Regions from separate parts of the Triticum aestivum genome. Here region 2 is linked to region 1. The links are chromatin contacts, called in public Hi-C maps. All regions are on one chromosome and are shown on one strand. The core of a region is the stretch at or near the end of the contact, and the rest is flanking DNA. Distances in the headings are between cores, read along the strand shown.

Evidence for each region. Hi-C and Micro-C count contacts between places; a contact is called where the count stands out from the background.
Region 2: a contact with region 1 is called in a Hi-C map of leaf, with 4 times the contacts expected there. The contact joins two enhancer-like sites. A contact is called at or near these places in 2 of 5 Hi-C or Micro-C datasets (leaf and an unstated tissue) and 1 of 1 datasets of contacts at active chromatin or transcription factors (leaf).

Annotation. Positions count from the first base shown.
Region 1 is chr2B:680,335,770-680,340,546 of IWGSC CS RefSeq v2.1, forward strand. No RefSeq gene overlaps it. Among protein-coding and RNA genes, the nearest start is that of LOC123046677, 3.5 kb to the left of the region's middle. Within about 2 kb of position 2,747, at least 2 of the 8 cell types and tissues checked have an H3K27ac peak or open chromatin away from gene starts, as enhancers often do.
Region 2 is chr2B:680,630,459-680,635,190 of IWGSC CS RefSeq v2.1, forward strand. No RefSeq gene overlaps it. Among protein-coding and RNA genes, the nearest start is that of LOC123042053, 12 kb to the right of the region's middle. Within about 2 kb of position 1,318, at least 3 of the 8 cell types and tissues checked have an H3K27ac peak or open chromatin away from gene starts, as enhancers often do.

The sequences.
Region 1 (4,777 bases), core at 1,497-3,996:
TGTGGAGATGGGATTATTCATGTGAGGGGCGCGGAGAGAGGCCAACATCTTAGCCATGATTTTTAGCAATGGCATGATGAGGCTTTTAGTTTGTAGTTGGCGATATCTTCAACGCCGTCTTTCTTAGGGATGAGAGCAATATTGGCGGAATTGAGCTAGTGAGAACTGTTCTCTTGCAAATTTACGAAACGGATAATGATCATGAGGATCACTGGCTTGACAATATCCCAACAGACATTAAAGAACACATCGTTGAACCCATCCAGTCCGGAAGCCTTGTCTTGCGGGAGGGCGAAAACACCGGCCTTTTCTTCCTTCTTAGTGAAAGCAGCCCCAAGCTCCCAAAGATCGCAAGTTGGTCGGAATGCAACCCAATTAAAGTCCTTTCGTCTGGGAGCTCCTTTCTTCATGACAGTGGTGAATGCCTCTGTACGGTAACCTTCTTGTGTTCATGAATGGTAACCCACCCTAGGCTATGATTGAGACGGTGAATATTTTTCCCTTATTTTAAGGTTGATGCAGTGATGGAAATATTGCCCTCTTTCAGATTGGTAATACTGAAGGCTTGCCTCATGTGAGCCCTTTCCAAAGTCGCCAAGCCAAGGACTTTTTGTTCTAGTCTTTTCGCAAGATCCCGCTCATCCAAAGAAAGCTCTGGGATTTTAGGTGTTGATGTGCCAAAATGACCATCTCTGCAAGTTCTTTTAGGATGCGTTTGGTTGCCCACAAAAGTTAAACCAGGCCCGCTGTATGCAGCATCTCTTCAGTGTTGGGCTGTTTGGTTACATGTAAGTACTATTGGGCCTGCATGATGCGGTTCTTAAAACACCTGTGGGCTTGGCTCGCTGGAATCGGCCGTTTCCAGCGAGCCAGGTCCAAGCTATGCGATGAAGCGTACGTGGGTGGCTCGCTGGGAATGTGTCAACACCTAATCCCGTTCTTATCCATCTGCCCCTCGTCCCCTTCATCGTTCGATGGCCGTACCCTGCTGTCGCAGCCGCCGCGTTCACCCACCCGCTCGCCCGCCGCGCCCTGCCGCACGCCTCCCCCGTCGCGCGCCTCCCTCGCCGCCCGCCGCACCCTCTCGCGCTCGTCACCACCTGCCACACGCCTCCCCCGCGCTCGCTGGGTCCTGCCGCCAGCCTCACCCACGTGCTCGCCGCCCCCTGCCGCCCACCTCACCATGCCGCTCGCTGCCCACACGATAGCCGTAGCAGCCCGGCATGCTTGCTTGTCGCGACAGGGCGTTCTCGCTGCAGCCGCGCGTGGCCGGCGCCTTCTTCGCGCTCGTGGCGTGCACCATGACGCTCGCCCGCAAGATCTCGTTCAGCCTCGACCCGGGCTATCTCGAGTTGTTCATGCTGGTATTGGCGTTCGTGGACGCGTTCGACACGGCGTCCATGCTCTCTCCGAGGCTGCAACCGCGCCGTTGCAGATCATATGGACCCTGAAGCGGTTCTTCAACAGGGACAGGAGGAAGCTCCGGGAATCCGTGCACCTCGTCGACGGGTTCGCCATGGAGGTCACCCGGCAACGACACAAGCTCGGCAGCGGCGCGTCCGACAGCAACCTCCTGTCGCGGTTCATGGGCTCCAGCCCCCCCCCCCCCCCCCCCGGCATGCTTGACGTACTCGCGAAGGAGGACCCCCGACACTCGCCCCCGTTCTTCCGTGGCGAAGGAGGAGGCCGGCGAGGAGACTCGGTTCCGGTCGTAGTGAGAATGAGCATTCTACTTTAACCTCTCTGTTTAGTATAGTTGTTAACTCCTTATCATGATGCATGTATGCAACAAAACACCGGGTAGAGAAGTCCTCCATAATGCATGCAACCTATATGCAGGTGACCAATCAACATGCAAACGTCCTATTTTGACTTGTATCTCCTCAAGCGGGTTTCTACTCAGCCTGGCCCGCTTTTTTCATGCAACCTCGAAAAAACGGTCCCTAGTGTTGTACCACACTGATCGTAGTGCGCAAGTTCTAGAACCGGCAGTGTATGTGTTAATGTGTATGTTGCTCAAAATGATGACACGTCAATTCGCAGACTCGTTGAACCTTCCGTGTTCCTTTTGTTTCTTTGATGCATTACGTACGTGTAACTAGTCATCGCCGAGTCACTGGAGATTGTGTGAGCTTCGCTCAGTGGCTGGCTGGAAAGCGTGGACGTGCTACAGATGATGTGCCCAGGGCAGGCAGTGACTCACTAACACATCGTACCGTCGTGTCGACGCTCTCCGCGTCAAAGAAAAACTTATGTAGGAGTACTATACTTATGTACGAGTAGTCCCCACTCTACAAGGCTACAACAAACACCATTCTGGAGTCATTACGGAAAAAAACTCTTAAAAATTCTGCAGGCAAGCGTGGGACCATTCTAGTAAATCAGTCACTGTCTGTCAAGCAAGATTACTTACAGATTCCAAGGTCACGTGCAAATGCGTCACTGCTGATAAACAAAGTGGGTGCGGTGCAGATCTCGACAAAGCTGCTCCCTCAAGCGAAGCCTGCCCGCCTGCCCGCCAATGCAAGATGCCATTTCCCCCTAGTATATTCGCTCAAGATCACACAAGCACTACTACTAGCACCAGTGGAATATTCAGGCGCGTGCAACTGTAATTGCGGCCTGCAAGGTGCATCCCCCTTGGTCCGAAGCGTGCACGGCAGCCACGACGGTGAGACCAGGTGGCAGACTCCCGGTTAAACAACGCGCATCCCCTGAGCGGAGCCGCACCCCTCTCCCCAAAGTTTTCAGCGTACCAAATCTCCAGCGGCCGGATGCACGGCTTGTATTGCATGTGGCCGCTGCTGTGTGACAGGCTGATGATGATTCGTTTGATTGCGCAGACAAGCTGTGTACGCGTGCCAAGCTCCCAGTGACTCGGCTAGTGGTACCAAAGTGCTGCCTGGCGCGGTGGCGCGCATGCACGGCACGTCCCCAAGAATCCTGTATGGAGCACCGGCCGGTGAAAAAGTGCATCCATCTATTTTCTGGTTTTCTTTTGTGCTTATTTTTCTTCTTCTGAAAAGGACACGAATGATACACCGCCAAGCTTCTTTTGTGCTGTCTCTTGCCATTATGGCATCCTGACCATGTGTGCCTCCATTATTACTCTGTGTTTCTTAAAGTGCCGGAACCCTAATTACCAGCACTAAGGGCATCTCCAGCCGTTGAGCCCTTCAGGAGGCATTTTTTTCGCCCCTTGGGGGGCTACCGGCGAAAATTCTAGCCTGGGGGTGGAATGATATCCACTGGTTGCCCCCCCCCACCGCCTAAGTCGTGCGTGCTCTGCTCACAAAGCTCGCCATCGATCGGCTCGCCACCGCCCGCAGCCTCGCGCCTGCGAACTGACCGGCTCCTCCTCGCTCCTGTCAGCCGCCGTCCGGCCCGCTCGCCGGCGTCAGCCCGCTCGCCCGCGCGGCCACGGCCCCGGTGTCGCTCTCCCTTCCTCCCAAGCCCCACGCCATGCTGCCGCCTGCTCCACACGGGCCCGCCGGCGGACCCGGGTGCGCTCAGGTACATCCCGGAGCGGATCGCCGGGGCCGCCATGCTGGCGCCGGTGGTGAACTACTGGTGGCCCGGGTTCCCGGCGGAGCTGGCGGCGCGGGAGTACGGCCGGTGGATGGAGCAGAGCTGGCTGCCCCTGCCCACCTCCACCGTCGTTGTCAACACCACCTATATCCCCAACAAGCACGACGCGGAGATCCGCCGCACCCTCACTGCCGACGACACCCTTCGGAAGAAGAGGGAGATGGCGACGCAGCAGGAGATCCAGGAGTCGTACTACAGGGACATGGCCGTCATGTTCGGCAAGTGGGAGTTCGACCCCATGGCGCTGCCGGAGCCGCCGTGCCCGGTGCACCCGTGGCAGGGCGACGAGGACGGCCTTGTGCTTCCCACGTCATCGTCCGCTTTCGTGGCTCCGAGGCGCCGCGCTGACAAGGTGGAGTGTCCGGGCGGGCGAGACTTTTTTCTCCGCGGCTGCTCCAGGGAGGCGCGACGCAGGGCCAACGACGGGCGACGAGGACGGCCTTGTGTTTCCCACGTCATCGCCCGCTTTCGTGGCTCCGAGGCGCCGCGCTGACAAGGTGGAGTGTCCGGGCGGGCGAGACTTTTTTCTCCGCGGCTGCTCCGGGGAGGCGCGACGCAGGGCCAACGACGGGCGACGGGGCCGGCCGCTTGCGGCTCCTCCGGGGAGATGCGGGCGAGGCCGGCGACAGGAGACGGGAAGATGCGGGCGAGGCCGGCGACGGGAGACGGGGCCGGCTCGCCGGAGCGAGGAGCAGGGGAGAGAGGAGAGAGAGCAGAGGAGCGAGGCGGGCATGCAAGAGAGAGTTTGTCTTTTTGCATGCATCATATGGTGGGCCAAGCCAGGAAAAGAAGGTGAGGGGGTAGAGAGGATGGCAGTGGCCCTTTGGCAGCGAAAGTATTGCGCCGGCGCCCCCAGCTGCCTCCTGGTTTGCTGCGTTCCGCTTGCGCGCGCCGGCCGTAACTTTAGACAAATCCGGCGCTTTTTGAGGTCTTGGGATCCCGACTGGGAGAAAAATTAGACGCCGGCGTCCAAAAAGTGCTCGTGGGGGGCTTCCTGGGGGGCCGGCTGGAGATGCCTAAGAGGTTTGCATTAGTTTAGTCCAAAGGTAGATTTTATTTTTAAGAAATCCATAGGTAGATTTGATGCCCTCGTTCCCGACAAGTGGCACAGCGGATGCTTGCGCGTAAATTATTGACTTACCTACAACGTTCTTTTTTGCTAGGAAAAGCATAACCGGTATTAGTATTT
Region 2 (4,732 bases), core at 68-2,567, 290 kb after region 1:
GTGATTCTTAGTGACTAATAGGGCAAACCTTCCAGAAGAACACCACAGTATGGTGTGGATCTTCCAAGTAAAGTTAGTCACTTCGAAAGGGACAAACCTTTAATTTCCTTAAAACACATAGAGGTAGTCGACCACCTAGTGGTGCCTCACTCTTATGGATAATTCACATTGATCATAGCCTGCACAACCTTATGTTATCTATAACACATGAAGGTAATCACCATAAAATGGCATAAACCTCTCAGTTATGCATAAAGTTAATTCATAGCTATGATGGCGTCTCATAAGGTGTGTATGCATGCAAGGTAATCACCACAATATGCAAGTGTTTTTCATAATTCTCTTCATAGCATAATATGTAGCATAGTAGCCACTAATGCCTTGGAATCCTCTCCCGAGGGAGTATGTGACACTTTAGTCACAACAAATGACAAATCCTATGAAATTGACAAATATTTGGAAAAACATTATGAAGGTAGGCACCAAGGTGTAGGCCTTATAATGGCTATGTCATAAGTCTTATGCCTTCATTTTTTTTGCTTTGAACACATGGAGATAATTACTACTAAGTAGTGTCGACCTCACTCTTATGGAGCTTCTCACAACCTTGTGTTAATTAAAAGCACATTGAAGATAGTCATCACATGGTGATGTAGACCTCACAGTTGTGAACGAAATTAATTCCGTTGCCATAATGCAGAGTTGTGTGAAAAATTGAAGGTAGTCATTATGTCGGAATGACATAATATAGACCTCACAATAACATTGGATAACTTGCAATTAAGCAGTAGGTACCATTTGTCGATTCCTTGTGACAAATGTAAATTTGACATAGTCAGGCAGTAGCATACACTTCACTACCTCATGTTTCCAAACTTGCAAGCAAATTCCATATTCTATGCAAATAATGGAATCAACATATTGCTTTGCAACAGTATTACTCATGTAATACAAATCAATGCAGAAGTATAAACATACTTGTGCAACACATATGAGGACTTGGGGGCCTCAAATGGTCATTTTACATAACATAAAATTATGCATAATCACTATTATGCAATTCAGCAAGACCTGATGGTCTATGATGTATACTTGCTCTAAAGCCTGGGGCATAAAACGCAAATAACAATAACCTTACGGTTAAAGTGTTGAAAATAGAAAGCCCAATGGCTTTGATAAAGTCCAACGAGCCCGATCACCCTACTGTAATTTTAAATAAGCCGTAGGGCTAAACCGCAAGCCTCAATAAGCTTAGGTCTCAATTTAAAAATACAGGGACTTGTTCAGGATTATCAAATAATTCAGAGGCTGATTTGCAAAATCGCCAAAGAGATAGGATTTCTCATCCTTCTCCTGTGGTCCAGTTCCCGACGAGTAGCCATAGATCGCTGTGCACATCGCCAACTCCACCATCAAACTAGCATCTTGTGCCAGATGGAATCGCTCTTCTGCGACTTTCAGCAAGTCCATGGTCTCGGCGGTCAGCGCCGGCAGGCCGAAGGCCGTCGCCGATGCAAACCGCGTCCCCGTAGAGTAGTGGAGCAGCCATGAATCGTGCGATTCCATCCATAGTGATGACGGCTGTTTTATTGGGTATGTAGCGCTCATTCGTTAATGATCCCTGATCCCTGATTCAGGGAAACACAGTTAGTCATAGGATCATGCTAATCACAAACAGAAAAATCAATTAGCTTTCTCCTGGATCGGTTTCTTGTGCGGATGACTGCATGGGTATGCATGCTCGTCTTTTCGGCACAGTGCATAGCCGCCGTGATGCCATGCTTCGCATCAGGGTGCCGCGCCCGCGTCGCCTTGGCAATCCAGCCGCGCCACTGCGTTGTCAAGCAGCCGTGCACGCTGCCTCACGGCCGCAGGGGTCTCACCTGTGTATATTGACAAACTTGACCTATAGATGGAATCAAATCACATAATGAACTATCCGTGAAACTATTTCACGCGGCTGACCTTTTTGTGTGACGCCCGACACGAAGGCGCCACACTACACTATGTAACGCCTCGCAGATAGGCGCTACACCGCCAGCGTCGCACACGTGTGATCAGAAAATTACTAAGTCGTGTGCAGCGCCTGAGAGCTAGGCGCCACACTATATAGTGTAGCGCCTAGCTTCTAGGCATTGCACTAGTGCAGCGCCTAGCTCCCAGGCGTTGCACTAGTGCAGCGCCTGAGAGGTAGGCGTCACGGGTCAGCCGCGTGAAATAGTTTCACGGATAGTTCATTCTGTGATTTAATTTCGTCTATAGGTCAAATTTGTCAAATCTGCCGTCTCGCCTAGCGTCGGCCGTATAGGCAGCCGCCGTCTCCGTTTTCTGTGCCACGCAGTGGATCGGCCTGGCAGAGCATCGCCGTGAACTGCACGCGGCAGTTAGTCGGCTCATCGTGTGAGAGGGCCAACTGCTCTATTGGTAGAGACAATTGCTGATAACGTATTGTAATATCAAATTAAAGAAGATAAAGAAGAGACACAAATGATTCTCTTAGTCCATTGCAATGTGGGAGACTCATTTATATACAGCCTCAAGGGGTGTGTTGAGGAGACACCTCTTCCCTAACAAACACCTCCTGAGAGGCATCTCTTCCATACAATTGATCACATATTTTATTTCTTAACAGTTTTCCTCTCGGTGGACGGGTGCAACCGCCTACCACCGCCCGGGACGGCCGTCCGACGCGCGATATTTGCCCGACGTGTGGGCGCACCGGACCACAGTATTCCAACGGCCTTGCCCTGCCCGTTCCCATACACCATGGGCGAGTTTGGTTGCCTGCATCGAGTCCAATCAGGCCCGCACGGTGCAGCATTTTTTGGCCCCCAGTTGTTTGGTTGCCTACATACACTGTTTAGCCCGCATAGCACGGTTCTTAAAACATCCCTGGGCCTGCCCCGTTGTGAACGGCCGAATCGGCAGTTTTCCGAAAGCCAGGCTGAGCGATGCTTTGAGGCGCAAGTGGGTGGCTCTCTGGAGACGCGTGTCTGGAGTTAATCCCTCTCTCTCTCCCTAATCCTCAATCCCCTCTCTCTCCCTCTGCTCCAATCGATCCCGTCGGTCGCGGCGCCACCCTTGTCCGCAGAGTCGTCGGCGCTGTCGATCAAGAAGCGTCGGTGTGCCCGTCGGCCACCAGTGAGTGCCTCAGTCGTGTGCCTCAGTCCCGCGGCGGCCGACGTGGAGGCGGGTGGCAGCAGCCCGGGCGGCGACGACATCAACTACGTAGCGCGTGCGGGAGCTGCTCCGGCAAAAGCACTGTGGTCTCCCTCATCGAGCGGTTCTATGAGCCGCTCTCGGGCTCGGTCCTCCTCGACATGCACGACATCAAGGGCCTAGACGCCAAGTGGCTGCGCGAGCAGATCGGGCTCGTCAACCAGGAAACGGCGCTGTTCGCAACGAGCATCCGGGAGAACATTCTCTACGGCAAGAGCGACGCTACCACGGACGAGATCAACCACGCGGCGAAGCTATCGGAGGCCATCACCTTCATCAACAACCTCCCCCAAGCGGTATGAGACGCAGGTCGATGAGCACGCCCTGGCGTTCGCGGCAGGCGCCGCGCTGTCGCTTCTGAGCGACGGGTTCGTGCGGACGTAGGCGGGCAGGGTGGCGTCCGTGTGCCCGTCGACCGCCGGTGAGTGCCTCAGCCGCGTGCCTCGGCACCGCCCGACGGCGAACACTGGCTTCCCGGTAGTCTTCTCGTAGTGCTTGATGTACCTCTGCTCGATGTCGGCGAACGAGTTGACGACCAGCCGACCGTGGCACGCCCGATGTCGAACATGCGGTTCAAGAACTCCCGCGAGTCCGTGCCGGGGAGCGTCGCCTCGGCGAGCCTCAACCTGGTGAGCCGTACCGCGTCGTGGAGGCCCGACACGAGGAACGGCTCCATGGGCGACGCGACTCTCTCCTGCGGGGTGTGGAGGAGCAGGGACCGCTGCACGGAGAGCGTGAAGCAGCCCATGCCGATGAACGCGTACTGCGAGATGCCGAGCTCGGCGACGGTGGTGGCGGCCCACGGTAGGACACCATCGAACACGACGGCGTCAGTGGGGTGGCGGCGCAGGAGGTCGGCGAAGAGCGGCGCGAGGAGCTCGATGGCGGCGGCGAACGGGCTCCGTGGGCGACGCGAGGAGCAGAGGAAGCTCCGGCGCACTCAATGTGTTCGACGAAATGAGAAGGCAAACCTGGTGGTTGTTTAGTTTTGTTGTTAACTTCTAATCATATGCATGTATGCAACCAAGCGTCAGGTGAAAATTGCATCTCGATGATAAGATCCTTAATGCAGGCAACTAATCAACTGGTTATCTCCGTTTTTGGCTCTGTTTTGGCTTATTCAGGCCCTGCTCAGCCTGGCTCGTTTTTTCCTCTGAGCCGGGTCCGGCGGCGAAAGCAACCAAACACGCCCCATATGTACGTGAACCTTTCACTCTTTTCTCCATCCAACTCGCTCCCTCCCATCTTCCTCCCTCTCCCCGCAGCATCAAAAGCAGCAAGCAAGCAAGCGCACCACGAAGATAATCTCTGATCAGCAATTTTTCTCGAAAGCCACCTACACACACGTACCATGGCGGCATCAGCGGCCTGATCCTTCTTCCTCGACGCCGAGCTGCTCGCCGAGCAAGGCATGTCGGCGATGGACGCGTGCGCGCTCTGCGACAAGCCGCTGGCGCGCGACAGCGACGTCTTCATGTATAGAGGGGACACGCCCTACTGCAGCGAGGAGTGC